Linked DNA regions of Sus scrofa: region 1 is linked to region 2. Evidence: chromatin contacts called from public promoter capture Hi-C data. All regions are on one chromosome and are shown on one strand. Each heading gives the region's core, a stretch centred on a gene start, on an enhancer-like site or on the middle of the called end of the contact. The rest is flanking DNA. Distances are from core to core; before and after follow the strand shown.

The links. Promoter capture Hi-C pulls out the DNA fragments that hold promoters and counts their contacts.
Region 1: a contact with region 2 is called in a promoter capture Hi-C map of liver, with 5 times the contacts expected there. The contact joins the promoter of GABARAPL1 here to the promoter of SMIM10L1 in region 2. A contact is called at or near these places in 1 of 5 promoter capture datasets (liver) and 1 of 2 datasets of contacts at active chromatin or transcription factors (alveolar macrophages).

What each region holds. Positions count from the first base shown.
Region 1 is chr5:61,765,660-61,773,158 of Sscrofa11.1, reverse strand. GABARAPL1 (GABA(A) receptor-associated protein like 1) reads left to right here and starts at 5,732. Exons shown (of 4, transcript NM_001190287.1): 1 at 5,732-5,932. The coding sequence starts at 5,843.
Region 2 is chr5:61,158,582-61,166,132 of Sscrofa11.1, reverse strand. It overlaps SMIM10L1 (small integral membrane protein 10-like protein 1), which reads left to right and starts at 2,686. Exons shown (of 1, transcript XM_003355574.4): 1 at 2,686-5,188. The coding sequence starts at 3,022. The coding sequence ends at 3,228.

The DNA of each region.
Region 1 (7,499 bases), core at 4,483-6,982, 600 kb before region 2:
TGAGGGAGAATCTGTTTCCGGCCTTTCTCCCAGCTTCTAGGAACCCCTAGTACTCTTTGGTTTGCAGATGGCACTGTTCCAGCGTTTTCACGTCCCTTTCTTTTATGCATATCTGTCTCTGTGTCCCAATTTCCCCCGTTTTTAGAAGGACACCAGTTCTATTGGATTAACATCCACCCTAAGGGCCCAATCTAATTCGATTATCTGCAAAGACCCTATTTCCAAAGTCACATTTATAGATACCAGAGCTTAACTTTAAAAAAAATTTTTTAGGGCCAAACCTGTGGCATATGGCAATTCCCAGGCCAGGGGGCCAATCAGACCTGCAGCTACCAGCCTACGCCACAGCCACAGTAATGCCAGATCCAAGCTGCATCTGTGACCTACACCACAGCTCATGGCAATGCCAGATCCTTAACCCACTGAGTGAGGCCAGGGATCAAATCACATTCTTGCAGAGGCGAGTCAGGTTCTTAACCCACTGAACCACCATGGGAACTCCTGGACCTTAACATTTTTGAGGGGACGGTAACTCAACCCATGACACAATTGTTTTTCGTGGTATTTCAGGAGACAGCAAACAAATAATAACCTTTTCAATCTACCATCTTAAATCAGAAAGTCTACCCTTGCCTCTTTGGCCATCACCTACTGCATGGTTTTTGAGTCTTTACTTTGTATCCAAAGCACTGGGAATATAAATACAAGGAATATGACTTCAAGTAGCCTGTTGTCCATTGCTAGAGATGACCTGAAACTAAATACTTAGATGTTATTAGAATTCCCTCTAACTCTTCCTTTATCTCTCTATCCCTACCTCTGTATCTTGCCTCTTTGAGTATCATCTTCTCTATCACTTGTTGGAACCTAGGGTAGGCCATCCCCAAATAGGCCTCTATGGCATATTGATTATTTTGCATTAAAGTTACTTAAGAAATAGCTGATGCAAGAGGGACATCTTGACCCTCCTCTCCATCTCCCTAAAAGCAGGAAATAAATCTCCCATGTGAAAGATGCCCTCCCTGTATCTAGAGGTAGAAGGTCACTCTTACTGCCAGAGATAGGAAATTTGGGGCCAAGAAGCCCATAGAATCAAAACTTGTTACTTCCTTGATTTACCTCCCCAAGACCAAACTCTGTTTAGATTCTTCATTAATTGGTGCTCTAAACCTAAGTTTCTTCGTCCTGTCAGTTTCTCACAAATGTGCTGCTATTTTTTATCTAAAAAGTATAAAAGCCAATTGCTTTGGCCACTTCTTAGATCTCATTTCTGAGACCTCTGTGTGCACAAATTAAATGTGTCTTTTTCTCCCATTCATCAATCTCGTGCCATTTTTTTTTCTTTTAAATTAGTCCAACCACAAGAACCCCTGAGGGGGAGGGGGGGAAATTTACCCCTCCCGGATGCTCTCTTACTTGGGTGGGGGGTACATTTAGATTTCAGGAGACTAAAACAATGGATGCTCTAAGCCTGAGATCTCCCTTCATCCAAACTACATCACCAAAGTGGAGGATTCCTTCTCTTAGTTCACATGTGAGAAATTCTAAGGAAAGATGGTGATGAGTCTTGTGTAAAGTCACTTGGCCTTATAAATGGTCAAGGCAGTGTGGGTCTATAATTGGTGAACTCCTCTAGAAGAACTAACTATGGGGTTATCAGTGGAAGAAGCAGTTCCCTCCAAAATCATGCATACTCCCTGCCCCCCAAAAAAACAGAATTAATGGGTGTTATATTATCTAATGTATGATACATCATTACCAAATGTGCTTTGACAATGATAAGCACGCAATGTTTTGAAAGCCCATGAAAAGGATACAGAAAGATCCAAGCAAATGAAATCAAAAAGATATCCTGGAGAAGGTGATGCCTGTACTAAATCCTGAGTGATTCATAGGAATTAGAAGAAAAAAAAATAGGAGGAGAAAATGTTTTCACAGGAAGAGCCTTTGAGAATATCTCATGGCCGGAAACAAAGGCAACACTAGGGGAAGAAGGAATTTAAGTCAGTTAGTATGCCTGGAACAGAGAGTGCAAAGGAGGACATGGCTGAGGCTACAGTGATAAACAGCAGCCAGATCCTAAGTACTCCATTTCCCTACTAAGGAATTTGAACTTTTCCCAACCACTATAAAGAATCTCTGACCACTGAAAGATATTAAGAAGACAAATGGTAGGATGAAATATGGTTTAATTATAATTATTCTAGCATCAGTTAGCATTTTCTTCTCTATTGCCTCAAAACAATAAAGATAAAACTCAAGACTAATTACACATGGATTTGAGTAATAACAGTGGTTTGAAAATAAGTCCACATGGAGTTCCCATCGTGGCTTAGCAGTTAGCCAACCAGGCTAGCATCCATGAGGACGAGAGTTCGATCCCTGGCCTTGCTCAGTGGGTTGGGGATCCGCGTTGCTGTGAGCTGTGGTATAGGTTGCCAACACGGCTTGGATCCCGGATTTCTGTGGCTGTGGTGTAGGCTGGCGGCTACAGCTCTGATTCACCCCCGAGCCTGGGAACCTCCCTATGTCACAGGCGCAGCCCTCTGCCCTAAAAAGACAAAACAAACAAACAAACAAAAAAGTCCACAGATTCTTTAACATTCCTTCCATCTGGAGGAGGCAGGGCCTTGGAGAATGGTCCATCACTCACCTCGGGACGTCTTGGTTGCTTCCAAGTTTGGACACACATGAAGACGGCTGCTATAAATACCTGTATGCTGGTTTTCACGTGGACAGAAGTTTTCGACTTCTTTGGGTAAATACTAATGTTGGGGAGGAAGAAATTGTCTTCTGCCCTTTTAGGTTCTTCTGGCTGGTCTCAGAATTAAATTGACATGAGACAGATTAACAGGAGAAAACCAAAGAGAAGTTTAATAACACGTCTACACCGGAGAGACCCAGGAGAACTGAGGAACTCACCAAAATGTCCCAAGCCCTCACTTTAAATACCTCCCTCGGCTAAAGACAAAAGGGGATGTTGAGGCTGGGGAGAGTCATTTACTGGAGAGTCCTTTGCCAGGCAAAACATAATAGAAAGGGTAAGGTGATTATGCAGATGTAAGTCCTCAACTTCTGTATTAATAAGAGAGTTTCTAAGGATTTGGTCACGGTCTTCTTCTAGGTACAAGGAAGACACCCTTATAAAGGAGACTTTCCTTACAAACGTAAATGCTACTTACAAAAGGGTAACTCTCCCTTGCTTCCCCCCACCTGCTCTTTTTTTAGAAAACAACCCGCTTAAAATAACTAATATGCCATAGATATTTTTTGGGGTAGCAAATTCTGCTCTTTGACACTAAGTGGTTGATTGTAGTCTTGTATTGCAAGAGTATGTTATGATTTCTTTTTCTTTTTCTTTTTTTTTTTTTTTTTTTTTGTCTTTTTGCTATTTCTTGGGCCGCTCCCACCGGCATATGGAGGTTCCCAGGCTAGGGGTCCAATCAGAGCTGCAGCCACCAGCCTATGCCAGAGCCACAGCAACGTGGGATCCGAGCCACGTCTGCAACCTACGCCACAGCTCAAGGCAACGCTGGATCGTTAACCCACTAAGCAAGGGCAGGGACCGAACCCGCAACCTCATGGTTCCTAGTTGGATTCGTTAACCGCTGCGCCAGGACGGGAACTCCTGTTATGTTTTCTAAGAAGCCATCAGTTTGTCTTCCAAAGTGGGTGTACCATTTTCCATTCTCATCAGCAATGAAGGTATGTCCCTGAAATGTGAACTTTTCAATATAGTATTTTGTCCTTGGTTAAAAAGGGAATTTGGAAACATTTTTATCAGATTGAATGTTTTAATTTATAAAATTAACTTCTGTATAATATTTTAAGAGTTCTGCTACAAGGAAAGAAAACAAGCTTTGGGGGCTGACAGATTGGGCAGTGTTAAGATAAAGTGTTAGCATTTAGAAAAGCCTTAAGGCAGAAAGATCAACTTAAATTTCATTTCCAAATTATTGTCCATATATAAATTGACAGTGGTTAAATAAAAGTAAAAATCAGCTTTAAACTACCTATGATTGTTTTCAGTAGATTTGAGAGGAAAAAATATTCTTAAAAAATATTGATCTCCATGGTAATTATTTCTCTCAATTTGTTTTAAAGTACTCTTTTGAGACATTTAGCTATATTTGGGTCAAAGCTCAAATGATCTAAAACGTTCAATTTGAAAATAAGGATTAAATATTATAAATGTATTATGTGATAAAAGAATTCCTGGATTTTCATACAAAATAAGGTTTGAAAAATGCCGTGCTGCAGGGAAAAATAATTAGCATCAAAAAGTAAGGCCATGCCATTTTTCTTCCTTGTTTTAATAATGCAACCTAGTTTCTTTTACTTTGTGGGTTTGTTTTTAATTTTCATTATTAGTTTTTTTGGCCACACCCATGTCATGTGGAAGTTCCCCTGGCCAGGGATTGAACCTGTGCCACAGCAGTGACAATACTTGATCCTTAACTGCTAGGCCACCAGGGAACTCCCGTGGGTTTGTTTTTTTAAATCAGATACTGAGGCCTTGATTAGAGAAGACAGGTGAATAGGCCTGCTGTTGTCTAATATGCTTTTTTAGAACTTCCTAGACTTGTTTAGGGCAAAGCAGCTCTTCACTCTTCATCTCTTCCTCATTCTTTTTTACCCTTTACAATATCTGTTGCTCCTCCACTACAGATCCCTGGAATCACCGTCCTTACTAGAGGTTGGAAAGGCCTTTGTCTTTTGATTCTTTGCTGAGAAAGAGGGGGCTGGTCTTCCACCCGCCTTCAAGGAGCACTTTGTATTCACCTTAGGAGAGGAATACTCTCCTCCGGTGCACTTCTGCATTAGGAGGAAAAAAATGCTTGAGGATTGCTGGGTTAAACACTGGAATCGCTTTATATTTTATTTTCCCAAAAGACAGATCCAACTTCTGGCTTAATAGGAGAAAGCAAATCATTTCTATCTCTAAACTTGCTTAAAGCCCTTAGCAGTCGTGACTGACATCACTTCTCTGGACCTTGATGACACCTCGTGCCCTTCACCTTATAGAAATCCTCTTCAAATCCCTGAGTCACGCTCTGTTTATGTTGCTGCTCTAGGAACAAATTGCTGCAGGGACCCAAACAGGATGACGCCAGCGTGGTGAAGGAGGGGTCACCGTTCAGGGAGCCAGCCCAGCACCCAAGGTCAGGGGAGAGGGCCATCCAAAGGACGAAGGGCAAAATGCAAGCACCGGGCACTTGAGCGTTGGCCCGAGGTATCTCAGGACCTCTGTCTCTGCCTTTCCCAGACTTCAGATCCCAACAAGCTGAAAAAAACTGGATGTCGCCATCTGCATTTGTTTTGAGGGCCCAACCAAGAAACGGCCAAAGAGAGGGAAGAAGACATTTTTAGAACACTTTTTTGGTTTTAAAAACACACTTAACGTCACAGTTCCAATAAAATAAGAGGTGAAGATTGCTCTGTTTGCAAGCAACTCGATTTCGAGAACGTTAAGAGTGAAGGAGAAAACACTGAAACGGACCTAGCTCCTGCCCACCCCCAACCGCGGTCGCCAGAACCCTGGGGGCGGGCTGGGGGCGGGGCTTCGTGACGTCACAAGATACCCGCGCCGCCGTGTTGTTTTTGTGTTCCCAGCTGCCGGGAAAAGCCGCCGGGAATTCTTTACCTGGCCGTCCCCTACCTCTAGACGACCCGAAGCCCCTTCGGAAAGCTGTGCGGGGAGGCGTAGCGACCGGGGCTGGCCTTTCGGAAGCGGGTCTGAGGCACATTGCGGTTTGGCCGAGGGAATCAAGACGGGAGAGACGCGTTTGTCCGCGAGGGAGGCAGGCCCCGTCCGGGGATCTTAGAAACCCTGCGGTCCATCATGAAGTTCCAGTATAAGGAGGACCATCCCTTTGAGTATCGGAAAAAGGAAGGAGAAAAGATCCGGAAGAAATATCCGGACCGGGTCCCCGTGAGTGTGCTGGGGAGGGGGAGGGGGAGAGAGGCGGGGGGGGGGATGAGCCGGGGGCGGGGAAGTCGTGATGGCTATCCGAAGGCACAGAAGAAGGGTGATCCCTAAAATTACCTAACCTGAACGCCCTTCACTACGAGGAGAGCCAGTGGAATGAACATTGAGACTGCGGCCCGTTTAAAACCCATTTCCCCAGGGTCAGAACCCATCCTTGGAGCTGACCGCAGTTTTAGATTGGAACGTACGTTTGAGTGACTCAGCAGTATTCAGAGGATGTGTGGGTTGGGATGTCCTCAAAAAGGGACCCTTTTGTGCGAGAATGATGAGGTGGAGATCATCCGTTTGCTGCCTTTAAGACAGCATGGAAATTAAGGGAACACAGAGAGGATTTGCTGTCATCAGTTTCGGCCTTAGGTAGTTATCCGTTAATCAGGTGGACTTTGATCCTCATAGCATTGGGTTTGGGAAGGAAATGTTCCGAAGCCAGTGGATATTTTATTTTATTCTGTGAGGATTAGAAAAGGTGGGGGGGGGGGGCGTCGCAAGACAGGCCTGGCCCAGAAAACAAGGTCACGTTCTCTGCGCAGCAGCAGCCAGATTGCCTCATCATTCTTGGCTACGGGGTGTGTGGGGGCAGCCATCCTTCCTCCGGTATTTATTCTGAACACATTGTACCTGGTCACAGTAAGGAAGGGCTGAGACCTTTTTTTTCTTGGATTTTGGACGCTGGTTTATGTAATAGGAACTAGTGCAGGCAGTGAGGAGGAACAGAAGAAATATTAAGGTGTCGTTCTGCATCCGGGCGTTTTTCCCATCACCCCCTTCCACTGCCTCCTGCCTGGTTTTTCTCTAATGTGGGCTGCGCAGCCCAGTTGGAAGGCAGAAATCTTTAAAGTGGGGTAGAGGAAACTACCACCGTTGAGTTTTGGAGATGAGAAACCAGAGACTAGAGAAACTAGAAACTAGAGAGTGTGCTCTTTATCTGCGGGCAGGGAAATTAGGATAAATACTACGTATAATTTACACGTAAAGGAATTGCGATTTTCTGATTGTGAATGGTACTCCCGTCCTTTCCAATCCTCATTTAACTTTCATGTTCTTACAGCACCCACCAGCGACCTGGGCTTTATAAAGCTCTTGCAGTCCTTTTCCTATAAAGTAGAGGAGACGTTAGGGCCATTCCATTCCCCAGGAATTACATACAAAAGGGTTTTCAGCTAAAAAAAAAGAGCCAGCCTTATTACCCAGTAAAGGATCCTTCACAGGTTACTTTCCTGGTCTCTGAACCTTGAATGACTGCTTTGAAAATTTTCCCCCAAGAAAGGTGATACCCATGCTTGTCTTGAAAATGACAACTAACTTTTATTGCTAGCTTACCAGGTACCTGGGAGTATTCTCAGAGCTCTGTCTAATATTCATTCACTTAGTCCTCCCAGCATTATAACCCCATTCTGCAGGTGAAGGACCGAACCCAGAGAAATGAAGTCACCCCCTAAAAGGTCTCACAGGGCTGGTATGTGGCAGAGCTGGGAACCCCCACCCTGGCTGTTGGGCCTCCCATGCCATC
Region 2 (7,551 bases), core at 1,437-3,936:
GAAAAGCTAAAAGCTTTTCTTCTAATATCAGAAACAAAACAATGATGCCCAATCTCACTTTTATTCAGCACAATAATGAAAGTCAGCCATAACAATTAGGCAAAATAAAAAATAAAAATCATCCAAATTGAAAAGGAAAAGGTAAAACTGTCTTTATTTGCAGATAGCATGATATTAAATGCAAAAAAAACCCCTAAAAATCCCACCAAAAAAAAGCCCTACTAGAATTAAGAAATTCAGTAAACTTGTAAAGATACAAAATTAATATCCAAAAATCAGTTGCATTTCTATACAATAAGCAATGAACTATCAGAAAGAAAAAATAAGAAAACAATCCCATTTATCACTGCATCAAAAAGAATAAAATACCTAGGAATATATTTAATGGGGTTAAAAAAATCTGTACACTGAAAACTGCAAAACATTGATAAAAGAAATTTAACAAGACATTGATAAAAGAAATTGAATAAAATGAAGATATATGTAAGTTGAAAGCTATTCCACACTCATGGATTGGAAGAATTATATTGTTAATATGTCTGTATCATTACAAGAGATCTATAGGTTGAATGCAATCTTAAAATAGAATCTTTCACATAAATAGAAAAAAATCTTAAATTTTCTATGGAACCACAAAAGGCCCTGAACAAAGCAATCCTGAAAAAGAAGAACAAAGCTGAGAGTATTACAAATCCTGATTTCAAACTATAGCACAAGCTGTAATCATCAGAGCAAATGGTATTGTCATAAAAAGATACATAGTTCAATGGAATCGAATAGAAAGCCTGGAAATAAACATAAACATATACACTCAACTAATTGGTCAATATTAGAATAATATTGGCAAATTCTTTTTAAAAAGGAGTTGATAATTTGCCAGTAAGGTACTTTGAAGATCTGCTGCAGCTCACCTTAAAACTTTTTCAAAGCATCATTAAACTAAAGCCAAGAGAAAGTAATAAACTGGGAACACAGGGTTAACAATAGAAGGTTAAGAAAGACTAGGAAAGGGTTAATAGGTATCGTCTAGAGAAATAGTTTAAGACATGTTCCTGCTGAAAGCTTACTTACATGTGCCTACTTGGCAAAGAGTGTGGATGGGTCACTTAAGTCCTAAGATCACGGGACAAAATAAAAACCACAACCATGTAAAATACTGGTCTTGTCCCACCCTCCACTGCCAGTTTCACTTGATAGAAATCTTTCGTCAGCTCTACAGCATTAATGAGTAGGAGCTGGAGATTTGTGATTGCTCTTCTTTGAGTAGTCCTTTCCAAATGGAACAGGACATCAACCTAGCCATGTTGGAAGTAAAGGGCTGCTTCACTTCCAAACTAGAAAACAGGGTCTTCATGGAGTTAACCAGAGCTGAAAGGGGCATGGGGGTGTGCAGAACACTGGAAAAGAATGAGTCCACGGTGTTATGGAGTTAGAAATGGAAGACCCAAGGACTTAATGACTTCTGGGACACAATACCTCTAATAGTCTTTCAATTTTCAGAAAGGGTAAATTGTACTTCTACACTGGCACTATACACCTCCTGGTTTTCAGAGTTGTCATTCATTTTACACTACTCTTCAGTCTCTATATCTGTATTTTAGAAGTTGTCTTAGGTAACAGGTAATCAGTTCCTCTAAGTGCTGTCTAGTCGCTGAGTTAGTATTGACACAGCAAAGTAGCAAAAGAAATTCTAGCTGAGGATACTTGAGTTTTATAAATCACACAATGCACGTTATTTGTACCAATCTTAGCAAAAGAAATCCTAGCTGAGGATACGTGAGTTTTACAAATCACACAATGCACATTATTTGTACCAATCTTAGCAAAAGAAATTCTAGCTGAGGATACGTGAGTTTTACAAATCACACAATGCATGTTATTTGTACCAATCTTATCATGAGTATGATGTACAGAAAGAGAAGTCTTCTGGAACACATTAATTGTGCTTTGAATATTTACAATTATTCAGTGAAGGGTGAGATGTGGGATATTTCATCAACAATGCTTTTCAGAACTAGACTGAGCTGAAGGTTATGATCAGGGTCACATTTCTGAATAACTCATGAAAGTAGAGGTTGTTTATAAGGAAAAAATACAGTGCTTACTAGTTTAAGAGATTACAGAGGATAATGAGGTGGGCATTATTTGAACACCAGAAAAATATGTGGTTAAGAACCATCCAGTATGATGTTACCCTAAGCCTATTCAGAGTTTGGGAGTAAAGGTAAGTAGTATTCCAAGCATTAGGGCCCAGCCACATATTTTATAGGTGCATCTTCATGCAGAAATGATACAAGCCTCCATACCTAATAAGGACTCTTCATAGGTTTACACGGGTAGGAATTTGATATTGTGTATAACATGTACTGAAAAAAGTATATACGTGTATATGTGTATTTGCTTAAATATGTAATTTCTGACACTTGCAATTGAAATAGTCGTTATAATAAACCCACCGCCCAATATTGTGATCCTTTTACGTTATAGTATGTTCTGAATACAAAACCTTTGTGCCCAAACTTGTATACGATCATCTTGCCCTGATATTAAAGTTAATGTTATTAAATCAAAAGGGTAAGATTTCTGGTTCGCAGCCCAAATCACAAAGCAGACAAACCTGAGTTTTAACGTAGGCTTTGGACTGTACCCTATGGAAAATTACAGAATTCTACTTTTTTTTTTTTCATTTTAAAGTGAAAAGAGTATGTAAGGCTGTTTGTATCTGCTATAAAAAATAACTGTATAGCATATATATGAATAACCCCTCGGACCTACCAACAGTTAAACTCTAAATGCGGAATATCATTTTAAGCAGCAGACAGGAAGGGGCGGAGCGCCAGCGGCTGCCCCCGGTCTCCGCGCCGCTTGGGAAGTAGCAGCGGCTGCGTGAGGAGCGAGAGTGAGCCAAGCGGCCGCTTAGCCCCTGGCGCCTCGTGATCAAGGCCGTCAGTCGGGGGTTCGCGGGTGGGCGATCACCCTCGGCTCCAGGCACAGCACCGGGCGAGCGGCGATAACCGGTCCATGGCTACTACGTCGGCTCCGTCATCCTTGGCCCTGAGGGGCCCGACCCAGGCCGTGGCCCCCAGCTCGTACGGCGTCTTCTGCAAGGGGCTCTCCCGCACCCTGCTTGCTTTCTTCGAGCTGGCCTGGCAGCTGCGCATGAACTTCCCCTACTTCTACATCGCGGGCTCCGTGGTCCTCAACATCCGCTTGCAGGTACACTTCTAGAGCCCTGAGTAAGCAGCCAGTACCACCGGCCTGCATGATGGCCGACTCCCAGGCGCCTCCGCGGCGCGGCGGAGCTGAGGGCGAGGAGCCCCGGTATCTCGCGAGAGTGCCTGGCCACGGTCGGGGCTGCGCTCTCCGCTTTCAGCCCGTCTCCCTAACTGCGTCTGCCTCCAAAGCGCTGGCGAAACGAGGAAGAGGTACGCGACTCCAGGAATAGAAAACTTCAGTTAAGACCCACGACGGTGTTTAAGAAGCTGTGCGTCTTTAAAACAAACGAGACAAGCAAGATGCGTTATAAAAAGGGAAGGCTACTAAGAGACTGGATTATAAACAGGACATTGAATGACTTACAAGCTTAAGATTTTAAGACTATAACGTGCAGGCATAGGTTTTCTTTATCCCACAAAAGAAAACACATCATCAGAAACTTTCAGTGAGGGAGTTTCCTGGTTGACTAGTGGTTAGGATTTGCTGCTTTCACCGCTCCTGTGGCTGGAGTTCAATCCCTGGTCCTAGAACCGAGATCCTACATCAAGCCCTGCAAGCTGTGGCCAAAAAGAAAAGATACTTTTATTAAAACAACAACAAAACAAACTGTACAGGAAATGCATCCTTCAGATACCAAACAATGTAAAGTGCAGCAAGATTTGGATCAGAGGGTTGGAGTGTAAGAAAGTGGCTTCCATTTCAATGTCCCTATAAGTAGCATGCAGTTCAAAGACCTTGGAGCCAAAGAGAAGGAAATCCAGGCATAGCACAAAGCTTGGCGATTTATTGAATAGCATTTAAATAATGTAAATGCTATTTATGTTCTTCATCTTTTTAAAAGGATACTTAATTATGGTTACAAAGTTGAATGCAAGTGTTGTCAGCCTTAATGGTGTAAAAGCAGTTTCCAGTGAGGATGGAGGGAGGAGGTACATGGAATGGTGGTGGAGTCCTTATAAAATGGAAAGTTGGGAGATACCGTCTGTTGTTGATGGGGAAGAGGGCATTTTATTAATTAAGCAATAGCCATGAAGTTGCTAAAAATAATTATGAAAGAGGAAAAGAGAGGGAAACAGCATGAAGTCAACAAGAAATGCCTAAAGATGACAGTTCTGGTGGTATGTCTCAAAAAGAAAAACATGCATTACCTGATGTGTTTGAATATAGAATCAAGAGATTTTTGGTATTTAGAGAGTCTGGAGATAATTTAGTTGTCTGTAGATTTTTTTAAATTAGGCACAAAGCTGAGTAATTATGAACCCCCAGAAAACGTAAGATGTTGTTTAAAAACTATTCTGCATAATTCAACTGTGAATAGTATTAGTTATATAACATCAGTCATAATTATGTAAATGCTGAAAATATAATGTAACAAATTATTAGGTAACATTGGGGAGATTGGAGAGGAGATGTATGCATAATGAGGGAGAATCAATCAAGATCTAATCAGAAAAGTTGATAAAAAGGTAATATAAACATGTTACTTAGAAAAAAGTACAATAAGGACCACCTAAGAGTTAAAAGTGATTGTCTCTGGAGAAAGAAAATCAGGGATGGGCAGAGAAAATGTGGAGGATTGCTGTTTTCCATTACCAGTCTAACAGTATTATTTGATTTTTCTTGATTTTTCTTATCCATCTATATATTTTCTTTGATTAAAAAATAATTTGAATTTCATTTTTAAAAGTCCTCCAGGTAATCGAAATGTACACCAGTGGTTAAGAGCACCAGAGTAAAAGTTTTTAAATCAGACAGACGTCTGTTAAAATGCAAACAAATTTTGTGGAGGCCATTGATCTTGTCTAAACTTCAGTTTCCTCAGTTCTATCAAATGAGAGTAAAAATACTCATCTTGAAAAATCAGCCTGAGAATTAAAAATAAACCTGACTTAGTGCTTGATGTATACACAATAAACAGTGTTTGTCATTACAGCATATCTCATTAACGTGTGAATAAAACTTAAAATTCTCATTTGGAGTGCCTGCTTTTCCAGTGGAGGGTTTTAGTCCTGAAGGAGATTTGTAGGGTCCTGACCCTGTCTTTGTGGAGAAGATCCTCCAGGAAGATACTAGGGGAGACATTTGCGCTGAAAGGGGCAATTATTTGCTAGGGTAGAGATTTAAACTGTAGGGTTCTATATTCTGTTAGTTGTATCCAACAAACAAGTATACTACCAGGGTTGTAAAATAAGTGCCCCCTCCAATACCATATCTGGCTTTGGGTAAATCGTTCTTCCTGCCCTTCTTTCCTTGTCTCCAGCCAAACTAGAGCACTTTAACTTCCTTCTGCGTTTTTTTTTTCCTTTGTCTTTCTTTTTCTTTCTTTCTTTTTTTTTTTTTTTTGGTCTATGGTTATTCTACTTGTATTTTAAGTAAACTTAGACATTAATTTTTCCAGTAAGTTTTTCCCAGTGCTGAGATTACAGATTAGATTCATTTTTAATCAGTCTAGGGGCTGTGTTATTATCAACCTATGCCATTTTCAGAGGCTGCCTTATTTGTGCCTAATTGTACATTAACTATCAAATGTGTTAAAAAAGAAAAATCCAAGAAGACAGTTTCCCTTGGTATAATCTCTCCCCTTGGTAATTACAGATTGCTGTGAAAGTGCAGTAACTGAAACATTTTAGTCTAAAATATTAGAGGAGCTCAGCGGAAACGAATCTGATTAGTATCCATGAGGACGCAGGTTCGATCCCTGGCCTCATTCAGTGGGTAAAGGATCTGGCATTGCCATGAGCTGTGGTGTAGGTCGAAGACTTGGCTTGGATCTGGCGTTGCTGTGGCTGTGGCCTAGGCTGGAGGCTACAGCTCTGATTGGACCCCTAGCCTGGGAACCTCCATATGCCATGTGTGCGGCCCTAAAAATGCAAAAAAGAAAAAAATTAAATATCGGAAATGTAACTTGATAAATGAAATCAGTATTGCCAGTGGGCTGACTATTGATGGGCATCACTATTTCCTAGAGGCCCTAATGTCCCAATTTGTAACACAAAAGAATGGCTGCCATTAGCTCTGGAATAGTGACATCCACAGATGCTCCATTTGGGTGGCTACATGAACAAGTGCCTTCTTCAACTTTTTTCTTCATATTAGTCTTTTGAAGAAATTAAGGCACTTTAGTAGATTTATTATATCCCACAACTTGATTAGAAGCTTTGTGAGGGAAGGTATTCCATCCTATTGAATTTTACAGCCTGTAATAGCTGGTATATACAGTAGGAAGTGAATGAAATCTCCATGATTTACCATTTATTTGTCACATTTTAAAACTAGATATGTACCTTTTATCCTACAATATATAACCTAATGAAGTTTCCCATGGGAGAAAAGATTTTTGCCCTGCCCACTTATTATTATCCATTTGTTATTCTAATTTAAAAGTAATTTTATTCCTCTTGGAATCCTTTCAGCTCACATCCATAAAGCCAAAGATTTTTTTTTTCTTTGCTCTATCCCCAGCCTAGAATATTGCCTAATGCAAATAGATAAATAAATATTGTTGAATGAATGCCAAATTAGTTGATTTTTCTACAAGTAATCATCAGTTAATAAAAGAAAGATATGTGTCCCTGATACTAAAGTCATCTACTTTATTACCCATAAATTGAGCTTTTTCAGGGCATGATGAATATTGATTGATCCAGAGGTATCTAAACTTGAAGAAGCTAAGAGGTGGCATAATTCTGATGAATAAAGAAAAAACTTGTTTATGCAGTATAACTGACAAAAAAGAAAAATGCTGGGGAATGGTGACTACGTTATAGTTTAAAGAGAAATAGTGATCATAGTAACATACAACCTAAAGGTAAGGGAACGAGATTTTTTAAAGAATTTTTTAATTGAGGGTAAAAATTCATGTGATTACTTATCTAAAAGAGTGTATCATCACTATTAGCATATTTTTGAAGTTTTATTGAGTTTTTAATACCAGGAATATAAAAATTTATGTACTTATATGATCTCCATAATTCTATCAAATACCCTATGAGGAAGATATTTTCATCACTTTTCAGATAAGGAAACTAAGATTGAGCAAGTTTAAGCAACTTCCCCAAGGTCATAGCAACTGGCCAACCCACAAGTGATTCTCAAGTTTATCTCTAAAGGTACAGTTGATGAGGGATTTGATTTTTTTAAATGGATAGGGAATTTTTTTTTTTTTGTCTTTTTTTTTTTAGTCTTTTCCAGGGCCACACGTGCGGCATATGGAGGTTCCCAGGCTAGGGGTCTAATCAGAGCTGTAGCCACCAGCCTACACCAGAGCCACAGCAATGCAGGATCCAAGCTGCATCTGCGACCTACACCATAGCTCACGGCAACGTCGGATCCTCA